2 separate regions of the Gossypium arboreum genome follow, and region 1 is linked to region 2. A link is a contact called in public Hi-C data. All regions are on one chromosome and are shown on one strand. The core of a region is the stretch at or near the end of the contact, and the rest is flanking DNA. Distances in the headings are between cores, read along the strand shown. Region 1 holds the start of LOC108453971 (protein SEMI-ROLLED LEAF 2-like). Region 2 holds the start of LOC108454242 (calreticulin-like).

Region 1 (3,990 bases), core at 225-2,724, 240 kb before region 2:
TCGAAAACTTTCAAACTACAGCTTGATATCTTCGCTTTTTATCATGTGTGAACGTGAGACAGTGATCATATCATTAAAAAGTAGGACAAGCTTAGACCACATGGATGGGATTCAAACCTTGCATTAAATGGGGCCACCAAACCTAGGCAGTAAGCTGCAACTCTTGGACCATTCACATTATAAGCCATACACGAATAGCTAATAAATTTTATACTTTAAGATTATTTTCTTCCAATTAAGTTCAAGTATCATTACCTCTACGCACCTTTCAATTTTTATTTTGTTAATTTTTCAAAAATAACATTAAATCTCAATTAAGTTTGAAATTGAACAATTTGAATATTTTAATGGGATAAAGCTTCTTTTTACATAAAATTTTAACATAAAGTCTTATTTAAGAAGTATTGAATTTCCTACCACTGAGGATGATGATAGTAATTTACTTTTCATAGTGTAGATAATTGCTAATGCAATGAATAATGAACTGGTTATTAAATAAATAAATAAATAAAACTGTATTTATTTTTCAACATTGTCTACTCTGAAATAGTATTGCTTTGAGAACTTTTAAGATTCCTCCTGACAATTATATCCTTAAAAAAAGCATTATAAAACAACATACTAAATTATTTATTATATTAGTTAAATGCACTCAATTCCTAGAACAACGAAATCAAAAGAGTCCACACTCAAAATTCCTATAGGAAAGTTTCTAATAATAATCACAAGAAGTAATTAGTTGTAAATCATTGGACTACCTGCTTTACCAAACCTACCCCTTTCATATCTAATATCTAAGCTGGTGGCATATATTGATTTCATTGCAACTTGCATTTGTAAAATAGATGATGCCTCTACTATATATGGCTGAGGGTTCATACTAACTTCTTTCCCTCCTTTTAATGGAATAAAAGGCTTACGATAAGTTGTAATAAGTGCAAAGCTATTGAGAACAGTTCTACTATTCTTTTTAAGTATTTTAGTTTGCTCTATAGTTTCAATGTCATATAAGTTAAAAAGAGGTTAATGTTTATGATATTACTCATTAACAAAGTTTGTTATGCCTCATTCGGGTTAGACATGTGATACTTTCAGAAAGCACTAGTGGATATTTGAAGATTGTTCTTCATCTCATGTTCGTTGAACTGTTTTCAACTATTTAAGCTCACTGACTAAGCACTCGTCATGAGACCACCTATTAATAAAGAAAACATCCTCTTTCATTAAGCTTCCCACTTATCATGATTTGGTCACTCTCTTTTCAATATGAATATTTTTTCAAATATAAATACTCTCTTTAGAGACCATTAAGGCCTATCTAAGTATAATAATTTTGTACTCCTCAAAAGGAATAGCAAAATAAGAAATGCCACACACCTCCCTCGTATACTCCATGATGGTAACTAACTTGTCACATCACTAGATAAGAAAGTTTTGTTATAAATACTCCAAGACAGAAGGAAAAATAGATCTTCTTCCTCTTTAGCAATCTTGACCGCCTATTCACTACACTCCTTTTCATGCCTTCACAACATCCTTCCTTCTCCTCTTATTTCTTTTCAATTTTCCGTTTGTTTAAGTGAATTGACTCCTTTATACCATCAACATCTCCTCTTTTGTCTCCAACAAATTTAATGTTGCAAAATAAATGATGATTCATCAAGTACTTTGTATTTGTCTTTCACCATCTTACCATCAATCAAAATAAAAGAATATAAGCAAGCATGCCTTTTTCTTTTATTTGAATATTATGTTATGTATCCTCTGTGGATAGGTATTTCTAAGCATAAGAAAGTTCTATGAAACTCTAAAAATTTATCATCCCTTTTCAAAATTAGGATTTCTTTGAGACATGGAGTACACTGACTACAATAAAAGCAAAATTCAAAGAATGATGAAAGGGGAACAGCTCTTTTTTCATTGGTTTTCAATTTTCAAACACAGCTAAAAGAAAAGTAGTTGTTGGTAATTGGAATTGCAAGTACTTTGGAACTGGATGTTGTCTGCTTGATTTTCCTTTGTTTTTTTTATTTGAATTTTGAGTTTTGGGGGTCTTCCAGTTTCTGTCACGAAGGCAAAGACATTTTTCACTTTTACCACTAAGCAAACATACATAGATTAGAAAATCTGACACCCCATCACGTGATGTTGCTTATACTCTCTCTCTTTCTCTACGTACATGTATAGCTCTGTATCTTTCTCTCTCTTTTTCATGCGCCTTTCCTTGAGCCACGCCGTTTTGCTCCCCCCGCTGTTTGCATTGGTTTTCTTTCACTCTCTTCTACGATTCTTGCTCCTGCAGATCTGCCACCCACTGCAGGGGAAGCTCTCTTTTGCTCTTCATCCCATTATTAATACCTTCCAAGTAGGGTCTTTAATTTATGTTTATGTGGTAAATTTTATTACATCTCTTTTTATTTTCTGGGCTGGTGGTATATTGGCCTCTGTATTTTGTTTTGGACATTGTGGTTTTTCCCTTTTTCCAAAAAATAAAAATAAAAATAACAAGCCTTATTACGTTGTTTTAGGTACAAATAGTTCACCATTGTTCTTGTCTGACCTTAAAATTTATCCTTTTGTTAATTTATGATTCGTTCTTTCATCCGTTCTTTCTTTTCTTCTCCTTTTTAGGAAAAGGGGTGCATTAAATTTGCTATCTTTGTATGGTGGAAGTTTTGGTTCATTATTTGGAGAACAAAGATAAGATAGTTTTAGGTTTGTTCACTGTTCTTCTAATCTAAACTTGTCCTTTGCGCATGCACAGAAATGGGGATCATCTCTAGGAAAATCTTCCCAGCTTGTGAAAGCATGTGTGTGTGCTGTCCTGCTTTGAGGTCAAGATCTCGACAACCTGTTAAGCGTTACAAGAAATTATTGTCTGAAATATTCCCCAAGTCTCCTGTGAGTATCCACTCTTTTCTTTTTCTTCTTTTTGGATTATACATTTTGGTAATGGTGGTCTTGGTGAAACTACAGAGGAAGTCTTTGTACATATTTGGGTTTTTGGTGATGGCTATTTAAGTTAGCTTGATTCTGAGTACTTTAATTTTTAATGTGGGAGTATCAATAAGGAATATTTGATCCTGCAATATGCCAATAATGTCTGCTAGAGTTTTTCTTTTTGAATCGGCGCTAGGTTGTTGCTGTGTTTGTGGCTATTCAGTTGGTTACTCGGACTCACGTGTGAGTGTCGGATACAAGTATGTGTCCTGTAAGGATATGTTCAATTTTGACATAAGTTTTTCATGTATTTGGAGATTCATATCCTACACTCATATTCATGCAAAATGAAGAGTTGAGCTACATAGCTGCCTAGAGTTCTCGGCTTTGACTCTAATGCCATTTGAGTACTGTAATTTCACATTAATAGAATAAAAATACACTCCACTATAGTTGGTTCCTTTATGTTGTTTTATACTTTAAAAGAAAAAAAGTTATTCTTTGGTTGGATCTTGGAAGAAACTGGAGATTAAGCAAAATTGTTAGATGCGGTTAATTATTCAGTTGGTGCATTTCTGAAGAGTCATTGTTCATTTTGCATTGCATCCACTTTTTGATAAGCTAGGATTCTAAACTTAATGCCTTGCAATGCATTGTAGGGTGCTCCTCCAAATGAAAGGAAAATTACGAAGTTATGTGAATATGCTGCGAGAAATCCTTTCCGAATTCCAAAGGTAGAAATTACTATCTTTCTTATTTGTTTGCCGGTCATAGGTAAACAGACTCAGATATTGTGGATTTTTCTGCTTTTAATAGATTGCCAAGTACCTTGAAGAAAGATGCTACAAAGAGCTGCGCTATAAGCACGTCAAATTCATCAATATTGTTACAGAGGCTTACAACAAGTTGCTTTGCATGTGCAAGGAACAGATGTAAGTAACTTACTGTTTTTTATGTTATGCTCATTATGTTTTCATGTGTTATGTGGGGGGTTATTAACAATAATGCCTTTTCTTGTATAATAAATCTTTCTTTTTCACCTTGTAGGGC
Region 2 (3,759 bases), core at 773-3,272:
TCAAGGACACATCTGGTCCATCGCTCAACATCCTCATTAAGCTCATGGCGGTTGAGTCATTGGTGTTTGCTCCTTTCTTTGCAGCTCATGGAGGCTTGCTTTTCAAATTCATCTAAACTCTTGCCTTTAGTTACCCAATTTTAATATCTTCAAATAAATTGTAGTACTTTTACTCATGTTTTTTTTTTTTCATTGAAATTTGAATATCCAATTTTTATCGTTTAAACCCCAAGTACTCCAGCTACTCCCTGACATTATTCTTATCTTTATAATAAATACATTGAAGTTAGGTGTGTTTCATAAATTACTCAAAATTTTAGTTGTTTTAATTTTTATATAATATAAAATTTTCAATAACAAATGTTGAATAAAATTAGTAGATAAGTAGTTATTTATCATTAAATGTATAAAATATTACATTTATTTTATTTTATTAAAATTAAAATAAAATGTCATTTAAAAAAAGAAATATTCAAATTACCATATTTATTTTTATCCAGCACTATCCAAAATATTATAAGATATTAAATTTATAAGATTAAAATTAAGAAATAAATAAATAAAATTTTAAAGATCAATATTTACTTTAATCAATCAATATAATTTATATTCTGTACTTATATTTACTAATTTATCAAATAATTTTTAATATAAATTTAACACTTATCAAATTCAATGCTTAATTTTTAACATTTAGAATTTTAATTTATCAAACCCCACTTAATTTTGAGAATTTTATATTTTTGAGTTATTATTAATTTTTTATTGAAATTTGTTGGTTGAGATTTTAAAATTGATTTTCCTGGTTCAAGTAATGTTGGATTACTTTACCTATTTTAGTTTTTTGAGTTAGAATAATTTTTAAATTTGGATTTTTATTTTTATAGTCAACTTGAATTAAATTATATTTAAATTTAAATTAATCAAATAAAATTTTAAATTTAACTACTCTATTGAATTTTTCAATGAATATCTAATGATAGAATTATTTTAGTTTTGATATATTAAAATAATTCTTAAATTTCATTAATCAAATTTGTAAATTTTAATTTGATAATATCTAAAATATTTTCAGATGTTATAAAACATATAATCATGTTTCTAAGGGCCCTAACATTATAAACTTTCAAAATGTTGTAAACCTTTTTTAAATCAATTTTATATTTATAAGTACCGATAACTTCTAAAGATATCTAACAAAACTTTCAAAAGAAACAACGTATCGAAATTTATAAAATAAGTATCAAAACTTATATTTAAAATAAATTTTTTTACTTTTATAAAATAATATATTTACATTATTATATTTAAATTTCATTTAAAAATATAAAATATTAGGTTAATAAGAATTAAATTATGATATAAATAATTTTTAGATATTGTATAAAAATATTTTTTAAATATCAAGTAAAATATTTAAGATTTAATTTTTCAAACATCGATTTGAGATGAAAGTTTTTTAAAAGAAAAAGATTTTTATGCACAATAAATATTATATTACAGATATATTTCTATGCTATTTTCTCTCAAATTCACCTTTAGTATCTATCTAAAACGTAAATATCTAAACAAATTTACAAATTTTCTTTTACCAATAGATGCCATAAATTTTAATGGAAGTTTCGGGATGATAAAACTGAAACCCAAACGCTAATACGAGACCAATTAAGAGACGTAAATAATCTGCTGCTACGCCTCAAACCAACGTCTAGGTGGACGGCCTCTACAGTTCTGTGGATCATTGCCTGCTTGCCACATGTAACACAATTCCGCTGAAATGAGACGTAACGTACTCCTAGCCTAACAAGGCAAAATCCTCCTACGTGTCACGTGAAATTCCTAGCCAATAAGTTTTTGCCACGTCAACTTAGTGACACCTGTGAATGACATGTCATCAAGCCATTGGCTTCAGTCATTAACTTCAGTCCACGTCATATTTACAGAAAATAATAATACCTCGTTTTAACTGGGCCGTAAAAAGTAAAAAGTAAAAAGGAAGAAAACCATTGAAACGCAACGAGTATTATATAAACGGTACCAAAACAACCCATCAGACTATCAGTGCACTGCAGTTCTACATTCTCGCTCCGTGGAGTTCAGCTATGGCGATTCCTAAACGGATCCCTAATTTTATCTCTCTAATTCTTGTCTCTTTCTTCGTCATTGCCTCTGCTGAAGTATTCTTCGAAGAGCGTTTCGATGGTAAACTCTTTCTCACTCATTTTCCCCCCGCTTTCTAATACTCAATCTACATGCATTGAATCTTAACGTTTTAGATCGTTTTTTTTTTTGTTTGAATCTTTTTTTTATTTAAGAGGTTTTGATATTTTAACTTGACGTAAATGAATGGATCGGTGATTTTTAAATGTTAAGTAGGTGATCTGGCTGTTTTCGATGGTTCCTTTACTCGAATGATTAATTTCGTTTAAAAGATGTAGTGAGTCGAGTAGATCTACACGTAATATGATTCCATAAAAGGCTCTAATTATAAAAATATATAAATTATTAGAAATGTGTTTGAATTCTTTGAGAAATGGGTGTGAATTTGTGTATTGTGTTTCAATTGTTCTGTAACTGTAGAGGATAATTGGATGAAATGATGATTAATATTATCATTCTGCTTTAGTTTATGTTATTTGATGTATCTTGAGAATGAAAACACTAGTTCTTAGCAAAATTAATTAGATGTTATGGTCTTTTAAATCAGGGTAGATATCAGAGTCTAGCTAATGTGTTCCTACTACTTAACGTACTATGCATGGCTGCGTTACTAAAATTTTGCTTTCCCTTTAACAAACGAGAAGCTGCTTATGTTTTTATTGTACGTTTCACTGTTTTCAAACAGAAGAATTTGACCTTTTCTTTTTCTGGCTGATTTTGCATTTCTATTGTTTTTAAACCAAAGATGGATGGGAAAGTCGGTGGGTAAAATCTGACTGGAAGAAAGATGACAACATGGCTGGGGAATGGAATTACACTTCTGGAAAATGGAGTGGGAATCTTAATGACAAAGGTATTCAAACTAGTGAAGACTACAGGTTCTATGCTATTTCGGCTAAGTTCCCAGAAGTTAACAACAAGGGCAAGACTCTAGTCTTCCAATTTTCTGTCAAGCATGAGCAGCAGCTTGACTGTGGTGGTGGTTACATGAAACTACTCAGTGGTGACATTGACCAGAAGAATTTTGGTGGTGACACCCCATACAGGTTTTACTTTATGATCTAACCTCTTGGTATCTCTAAAAGATTTTATTGCAGATTTACTGATTTTTTTGTAATGTTGGTTGGGTGCAGCATTATGTTTGGGCCTGATATCTGTGGAAGCACAAAGAAAGTACATGCTATTCTTCATTACAAGGGGACAAACCACTTGATGAAAAAGGAAGTTCCATGTGAGACTGACCAACTTACTCATGTTTACACATTTATTCTGCATCCGGATGCTACTTACAAAATTCTTATTGATAATGTTGGGAAACGAACTGGTAGCTTGTACACTGATTGGGATCTTCTCCCACCGAAGAGAATCAAGGATCCCAGTGCGAAGAAGGTATTAGTCAGAATTGATGTCTTTTTGGTTTTATTTTATCATATGAATATTTGATACAACTAAGAACTTCGCATGATGGCAGCCTGAAGATTGGGATGACAAGGAATTCATCCCTGATCCTGAAGACAAGAAGCCAGAGGTAACAACCTTCGTATTTTAACCCTTCCATGGTTTTGTTATGCTTATGCAAGCTAACCTCTAGTTTTTGAT

The links. A called contact is a pair of places that touch in the nucleus more often than the background predicts.
Region 1: a Hi-C map of leaf shows a contact between it and region 2, with 5 times the contacts expected there. The contact joins the promoter of LOC108453971 here to the promoter of LOC108454242 in region 2. A contact is called at or near these places in 2 of 5 Hi-C or Micro-C datasets (both in leaf).

What each region holds. Positions count from the first base shown.
Region 1 is chr13:93,988,133-93,992,122 of ASM2569848v2, reverse strand. LOC108453971 (protein SEMI-ROLLED LEAF 2-like) reads left to right here and starts at 1,474. Exons shown (of 20, transcript XM_017752240.2): 1 at 1,474-2,365; 2 at 2,765-2,901; 3 at 3,600-3,674; 4 at 3,757-3,872; 5 at 3,988-3,990. The coding sequence starts at 2,767.
Region 2 is chr13:93,749,745-93,753,503 of ASM2569848v2, reverse strand. LOC108454242 (calreticulin-like) reads left to right here and starts at 2,022. Exons shown (of 13, transcript XM_017752632.2): 1 at 2,022-2,202; 2 at 2,906-3,206; 3 at 3,294-3,549; 4 at 3,632-3,688. The coding sequence starts at 2,103. It also overlaps the pseudogene LOC108456194.